2 separate regions of the Mus musculus genome follow, and region 1 is linked to region 2. A link is a contact called in public Micro-C data. All regions are on one chromosome and are shown on one strand. The core of a region is the stretch at or near the end of the contact, and the rest is flanking DNA. Distances in the headings are between cores, read along the strand shown.

What was found. Hi-C and Micro-C count contacts between places; a contact is called where the count stands out from the background.
Region 1: a Micro-C map of embryonic stem cells shows a contact between it and region 2, with 11 times the contacts expected there. The contact joins the promoter of Tlx3 here to the promoter of Otx1 in region 2. A contact is called at or near these places in 3 of 484 Hi-C or Micro-C datasets (embryonic stem cells and uterus).

What each region holds. Positions count from the first base shown.
Region 1 is chr11:33,201,970-33,205,803 of GRCm38.p6, forward strand. It overlaps Tlx3 (T cell leukemia, homeobox 3), which reads right to left and starts at 1,619. Exons shown (of 3, transcript NM_019916.2): 1 at 1,070-1,619; 2 at 460-703. The coding sequence starts at 1,490.
Region 2 is chr11:21,999,353-22,003,064 of GRCm38.p6, forward strand. Otx1 (orthodenticle homeobox 1) reads right to left here and starts at 2,299. Exons shown (of 5, transcript NM_011023.3): 1 at 2,196-2,299; 2 at 1,770-1,837; 3 at 28-233. The coding sequence starts at 124. Gm32517 (a long non-coding RNA gene) reads left to right here. Exons shown (of 3, transcript XR_003949861.1): 2 at 432-505; 3 at 1,082-1,232.

The DNA of each region.
Region 1 (3,834 bases), core at 369-2,868, about 11 Mb after region 2:
AGCTTCTTCGTCGTTTACGGGTTGGATGGAAGCAAAGATAGTATTAAAAAGAAAAAAAGGAAAAGAAAAAAGCAGAGTTGGAGAGAGGACCCTAAAACAGCCCTGGCCATCAATCCGAAATCCGAGTGGGTGGGCTAGAATGAGAGAGGGAGGAGAGTGTGGGAGGCCCGGGGTGTGTGTGGTGGGGGGCAGGTGGGAGGAACCCAAACGAGCAAAGGAGGCGAAACAAAACACTGGCGAGATGGGCCTGAAAATGGAGACGCCGAGGCGTGGGAGAGATGGCGAGAGGGATACAGGTCGGTGGGAAGAAAGGACAACAAATCTGTAAAAGAAGGGCGATGCATGGTCCAGGGGGCGCGGGTAGGAGCTAGCACAGGAGAGGGCGTGATGCTGGACTGCCGCGCAGGGCGGGGCAGGTGCAGGGCAGGTGCGTGGTGGGCCGGGCCGGGCCTCTCTCACCGCCACTTGGTCCTCCGATTTTGGAACCAGGTCTTGACCTGCGCGTCCGTCATTTTGAGGGACTTTGCGAGCGCCGCCCTCTCGGCCGAGGCCAGGTACTTTTGGCGATGGAAGCGCTTTTCCAGCTCACAGATCTGCACCCGGGAAAAGGACGTGCGCGGCTTCTTACGCTTGGGTGGCGTCCGGTTCTGGTAGGGGTGGCCAATGCGCCGGGTCACGGTGAAGGGCGTGAGCGCGGCCGCCGCTGCAGAGACACATGAGGCCCCTTGAAGCCCAGCCCTACCACCGTTCGGGCCACACGTGGAGCCCCGTGGGACACAGTGCTCCGCTATTTCGCTCGTCCCGCGAGTCCCCTCCGCAGCTTCAAGCCAGGCAGGGACGCCCCCCCCCCTTTCCCTGGGACGTTGGTTTCTTTCCCCCCTCCCCCGACCCATAACTCTCCGATTTACCTTCAACCTCCCCCCACCCATAGCCGCCCCGAGCTCTGGGTGCCGAGGCCTCCGCCACGCCTGGGCCTCTGGAATCGATCCTGGGAGTGGGGTGCACAGGGCGCGGCGCCCCTGGCCCCGGGAGAGCCGAGGCCTGGCTCCTGGTGGTTCGCTCTGCTCACCTGTGAAGCGGTCCTTTACAAAGCGGCGACTGCTCTCCATCCAGGGGAAATTGAGGCCGCCTAGGCTGGAGACCGTGGGCACCGAGGGCATAGCGGGCAGCGCGCTAGGCAGAGGCGGCGGCACGGCCCCAGGGAGCGGCCTGTGCGCTGGCACCCGGATCACGCCGGCGGGGGCCAAGCTTAGGTTGACACTGTAAGATCCCGCGTCCTCGAAGGGCGCGCCGAGGCCCGCAAAGGAGGCGGGCAGAGACGGGTACGCGGCGCCCGGACGGCCCCCGGGGGGCCCTCCCAGGTAGCTGGCGCCGTCGGGGCCCCGCGGGGCGGGCGCGCTGTCCTGGTCCGGGCTGTTGAGGATTTGGTCGATGCCGAAGCTGATGGGCTCGTGCGGGTGTGGGGTCTGCGCGCTGGCGGGCGCCTCCATCCTGGGCGGGCGGAAGGGCTGGGCTGGGCTGGGCGGGGAGGCTGCTGGGTCCCCGTTACGGCGCGGCCATGGAGCGCCCGGCGCCTCCAGTCGCACTGAAACTTTGCCAAGAGTGCGCGGGCCCGACAGGCTCTGTGTCATCTTTCTTGAACCGAACCTGGAGTTTCCGCTGCTAATTCCTCTCCCGCCGCAGCCATTGGCTGCGATCAACAAGCCTCTCTTCTCTCATTGGCTCCCGGCTTTCAATAAAGGCCTAATTCATGGAAATAGGAGCTTAGGGACTGTTCCAAGGTGACATCATTTTAACAAACGAACAATAGGTCAAATTTATTAGCCGGGATAATGGGCGGCGGATATTAGCGCCCGAACCGCAGCTTCTCAAACCCGAAATCTAACGAAGCTGCAATTAGCAGACGCTCCCCGCTCCGGGCTCGGCCGTTTCCCGCCGCCGCACCCGCCCGTAGGCGCTGCTGGGGAAATGGCCTTTTGCCGCGGGGGTTTTCGTTGTCTTCTAAATATTTTCATCTGCGTAAACCCCAAACAAAATGAATCTTCAGCCACAGCAGAGATGCAACCCAAGAACGGTCCTACGAAATCTGCGGAAGCCTATCGGGCCGTTCGCCCTCCTTCGGAGCAACGAAAGCGTAGCATTGTGGGGTGCAAGCTCGGCGCTGTCCACCCGTGGAACAAGGGGAGCACCGGAGCGTTCTCCACGCCACCTAGGACACCGACCCGCGTGGGGAGAATTTGTCCTCGCCCGGGCTTCCAACGAGGCGTCGCGGGCACTTTGGAGATGCTTCCTGGTCCCAGCCAGGAGGACTGAGCGGTGACTAGCAGGTGCCCACGCGTACGGGCCCGGTTGGACTAGGGACCCGAGGTCAACTGGTGGGGAACTGGGATTCAGCCCCTTGAAATTCGTTGCGGGATAGTTAGGGCCATGGTCGCTGGTTTGGGACCCCTCCGAGGTGCAGCAGGTTTGGGGACCTCAGTCGTTAGTGGCACATAAGGGGGCGGTTCCCATCTAGAGCAGATGGAGAAATTTCCTTTGGAAATTTGAGCAGCGAGCTCCTACCGGCTGCAGTTCAGTCCAGACGCTGACCACCCTAGGATCTGCTGTCGCCTTCGGGACTGTCCACACTAGCCCGGTAACACCGTGGCCAGCACCACATGGGGAGTGGTCACCTTTCTCTCGGTCTGGGTGAGACCCAGAGTCATTTCTTAGCGGCCGATTGTAAAGTCGTTGGCTGTAAACTCTGAGCGCTACACTCGCGGCAAGGCCTCTTCCTCTGGTTTCCTGACTATGAAAGCCCCAAGCCATGTCTGTGATGTTGGTCAGAAGTTGTGTGTAGGTTTGGGCGGGCCACTTTATAGCTCAGTAAGTTTGAAATTCATTTGAGACTTTAGGTTTTTATTTGTAAAATGGGGCAAAGCGTGCACTGTGTATTCGAGCACTGTGAGAGAGATATTGAGAGTGCTAAGAGCATAGAGCCCTACACTTAGTAGGTACAGCACATCGCTCGGCTCCCTTCCCACCCCCACACCCAGCATATGTTTATGGTAGGTGGTAAGTGTTCATTTTGTTGGTAGTTTTTTATTTGCAGAGGTATCTTGGACAGGTGGATTTCTTCCCCAGTGGGGTCAGAGCACAGGCAGGAGGCAGCAGGGGCTTGATTCCCTAGTCAGTCTCCTTGCTCTCAACAATCAGGATGACTCAGGCTCTAGTGGGCAGTTAGGTCACCTGCCAGTTGTGTGACATTGGGCAGCTTGCTGGCTCTGGCAGAACCACTGTGCTGGGTTGGGACAGGGAGGCCTGGAAATGTTGAGGTTGACAAGTGCAGGATGCCCTGGCCCTGGCCAAGGACCCTTAGATAGGAGAGATACCATTGTGCTGGCTCTGGGCGTGAGGGTCGAGGGTCGGGGAGGCTCTCTCTTCTAAAGCAGGCTGCTGCTGGAGCTCCCGCTTTTGGCTCCCACTGCCCCCCATCCAGTCTCCTTTGCTTTATTTGTAAAACAGAGAGGGTTCTAGCCACCCACTGGGCGGCCATGGGAGCAATAGCGCTTCCAGGGAGACAGGATCCCTGGAAGCGCCCATAAGAAATTTTGCACGGCTCCACACTCTGGATTATATAATAGCACCTTTAAGGACAGAGGTGACTCTCTTGTCCTTGAGAACTCTGTGTGGCGGGGTGGGCACTAAATACCCACTCACCCAGTGAGGACAGGGCTTTCACTGAGGAATTGATGGTCAGACTGGAGGGTGCTTCACATCTACTTTCCTGCCTGCCCAGAGCCTTGGGTTCCAGGCCTGGACACTTCCAGGAGCTGGAAAACCGCCGAACAGACT
Region 2 (3,712 bases), core at 1,049-3,548:
GGGTAGGGGCAGAGGGCCACTGCTCACCAGGGTAGCCCACGGAGGGGTGCAGGAGGTCCATGGCAGGGCCAGCTAGGCCCAGCCCGTTCATGCCGTATGGGGGTTGTTTGAGGTAAGACATCATGCTAACAGCCGGGTGGAGGTGCCCCGACGGATCCAGGGGGCCTGAGGCCAGGAGCAGTTCAGGGCTCCCACTGCGAAGTCCTTCAAGCTGTTGCTTCTGGGGGCCTGGCCTAGGGAGACAGCAGACACATGGAAACCTTCACCCGCAGTCAGTTTGGCTTTCAGCTCCTCTAATCCTTGAATGGGGAGGGGGCGCGTGCTAGGAACTGCACAGCAGGCAATCCGAGAAACGTCTTCTCCTTTAGCTCGGCAGCTACACAGCTTCTCAGGAAAGTAAACTTTTCCCACATCGTTCCTTCCTCTTTTAGGGCTTGACAAGGGCCAAAGACACTCCTCGAGTGTCAACAGGAAGGAAAAGTTAAAGCGTGATCAGGCTGAGGAGGTGAGAGCCGGGACCGCGGAGGGTGCAAAATCCCAAGTGAAGTCAATTTTTTTTTTAGTGTGGCGGAAGCAATTTGCTCAAGCAAATGTTCATTTGGCGCCGGGAGGGCAGGCCGCACAGAGATACCGGGTTATTTCGTTTAGTTTGAAATATTTTTGAAAGAGGGACAAAATGGCAAGTAATACAGAGGCCCAAGGTGAATACACCTTGGGTCGCCAAGGCTCACTGGCCACATCATTTCTTCAAAGATCTCCAGCGCTGCCTCCTACCCCAGAGCCTGCAATCACCTTTCTAGTTGACCTCTCTGGGCCCCTAGCACTAAGAGATAGCTGAACAGGAATCCCACCGCACCTCCAGGGTAGATGCGGCCCAGGCCAGGCTAAGGCGGCAAGAAGACGCCAAAGGCACCACAGTAGAAGTGGCAGTTTCAGGATGCCGCCCAAGGTCAGGGGTACCTCCGAGGCGGTCACCCCTCTTCCTTTGCTCGCACAGGCGGGCCTTCTTTCTACCAAGTCTGCTAAGCACACCGAGTCCCACCAGAATTTGATGGCCAACCCAGCGCCCCAAACATTCTAGGGATTTTGGAAGGCCTAGCGTGCCAGGTCGCGTCGCATCGGCCGTCCTATATGAACCCGATGGAGAGCAAGGAACTAGGCCTCAGGTTGTAAAGCTCACGCACAGCCGACCGGGAGGGCGAGGCTCGGCGCAGACACTCTGAGCCCACGCAGCTCTGCTCCAGCAAAAGAAGGGGTTCTGGGAGTATGACTGGGACCGGCGGGGGGCTTGAAGCTACATCCCAGGACCCAAGGGTAGGAGATTCCGGGGAGAAAGGGAGGTAAAACTAAAGCAGCTCCCCCATCCCAACTCCTTTCCCCGCCTCAGCCCTGGGGGACCCTCAGCCTAGACTAAGGGGGTGGGGGGAGGTCAGCGAGCACATAAGGCGGAAAGGAAGGATTCAAAGAGCTTGGGCCGAAGGGCCACAGGCCTGCAGCCTCCGCGGCTAAGCCCGGCTGCGGTGTGAGTTTTCGAGTACTTTCGTCTAACTTAGCAGCCCAGTTCCGCAGCTTCGGAGGAGGCGGGGGAGGGGGCGGCCGGCTCCCGAGCGGCCTGGGGTCCCCAGGGCAGCCAAGGGGCGCCCGGCCTCTCACTCCAACCCCGCCCACCTGCCCCGGACAGAGGTAGCGGGGGTCGATTAGAGGACGGGGAGACGAGAGGGGCCACCATCGTCCCGGGGTGGCGCGCGGCCCGGCGACTCCCTCCTTACCTGCCCTCCGCAGTCGCGGCTTTTCACCATCTACCTCTCGCCTTCACCGAGACTCGCCGGCAGCCAACCTGCAAAACGGAGGCGCACAGGTATTACCCCGGAGACGGCGGGACCCTAGGCTTTCCTCTTCCCTCAACTTCCCTCTTCCCGTCTCCTGCATTTTTTCTAGGAGCTCTGTGCGTGTACCTCCAGGTTTCACTTTATTGCTCAAACACTTTGTTGCAAAGTCCCACATGCTTTTCCTCTCAAGACCTGGCCTCGCCCGGGACCCGGGGGGTGGGGTGGGTGAGTAGGGGGTGTTCGAGGGACAGAGTTAGGAGGTGGCTTGCGCTGGCAGCTGCACTCTCTCGGAGCAAGCCGGAGGCGGTAGGGACTGGAGAAATCCTGCATAGTCACTTGGCAAACTAAATAAATCAAGCAATTTACCTTGTCGGAGTGGCTTGTCTTGCTCGGTTGTTTAGGTGATTGGAAATGTAGCCTGATGAAGATTGATCACCTTTCTACTGCCCTCCCCGGGTATGTGAACGCGAGGCGAGTGCGTAACGGGGCTCGGCCTCCAATAGGGGGCCTAGAGCGGACTGAGTGACAGGGAGCTGGGCAATGGCGAGCCCGGGTTACCTCCGCGCGCCCCCGCCCTCCCTCGCCCCCACCTCCTCCCTCCCCGCGCGCCGGCCCCGCCCCGGTCGCGCGCTAACTCTGGGTCTAGGTTGGCAAATTCCGCTCAGAACGAGTTGAGGAGGGCGAAGGCTGCGCCGGAGTTGCTGGCACAGAGGGGGCCCCGGGTCCCAAGGCTCGCCCGAGGGCCCCCGCCCTCCCCTTGCCCGGGCCGCGCTCCGGAGGAGTGGCGTCAAGCTGCTGGATAACCGGTTCCTGCTCGCGCGCGCGCGCCGCCAGGCTCTGCCGCACTGTGGGAGCCAGGCTTCCCAGGCCGAGGACTCGGGGCGTGCTGGCCCCTGGCACTCCTTGATGCTCCCTGGGGCCCCAGCAACTCCTCCTCCGCTCCCCCACAACCAGCGGTCGCCGCCGGCGCGGGCTGCTGAGCGGAGCCGGGAGTGGGGGTGCAGCTCTCGGCGCGCAGGGCGCCCTGCGGCGACCCGGGACTCTTGCGCCCAGAAAGAGCACCGGCAGGGGAGGCGCCGCCAATTCCCAGCTGCACAGCGTTTCCAGGGGCTCCCAGGCAGTCTCACCAAAGGTGTTCGCAAGTCCTAAAAGCTTCTTCGGAACCGTTGGAACTCAAATCTCCTTACATTCTCTCTCTCTCTCTCTCTCTCTCTCTCTCTCTCTCTCTCTCTCTCTCTCTCTCTCTCATGGATTTGATAGAAAACTTTCTTTTTCACAATCTGTCAGTCTTTCCAGATCTCCACCTACAACGAACAGTCTGGTGGAAAATGTGGCTACACACCCCGATCCCTCTCACTTCATTTTCTACACCTTACTGGAGGAGCCTCCTCGAAACAATTTCCCCGGATTGTTCTTACTGGCAGACCCCAGTTTCCAGCCGAATAAACTTGCTGAGATCGTCTTCTTGTGTGTACTTTTCAAAGCGAGAGGGAAGAGTATTTTCGGCCCAACCCCGAACAAGGCAATATTTTTACATGGCATCTCCTACTGAATACTAGGGACCACACTTACACTCTTTCCTAGTTCTTTTTCCTCATCTTCTGCCGTTCTCACCCCAACAGGCGGGCGAAAAGTTTGAACCACAGTATGTGCGTGGGTGAGTTCGGCAGCCGCCGAGAGCAAGGTAGAGCGGAGCACCGCGATGCCCAGGCCGCGCGGTCCGCTGTGGTCGCTGACCGGGTGCGGGGCGACCAGAAGGAAGGGGGGAGCCCGCTGAGTGAAAAGGGCCGCGACTGCCGCTCATCAAAGTGCTTCTCCCCTCCCCCACGCGACACTTTTCTTTGGAGTCCGAATAAAATACGGTAACAGAATATGACGGAGGG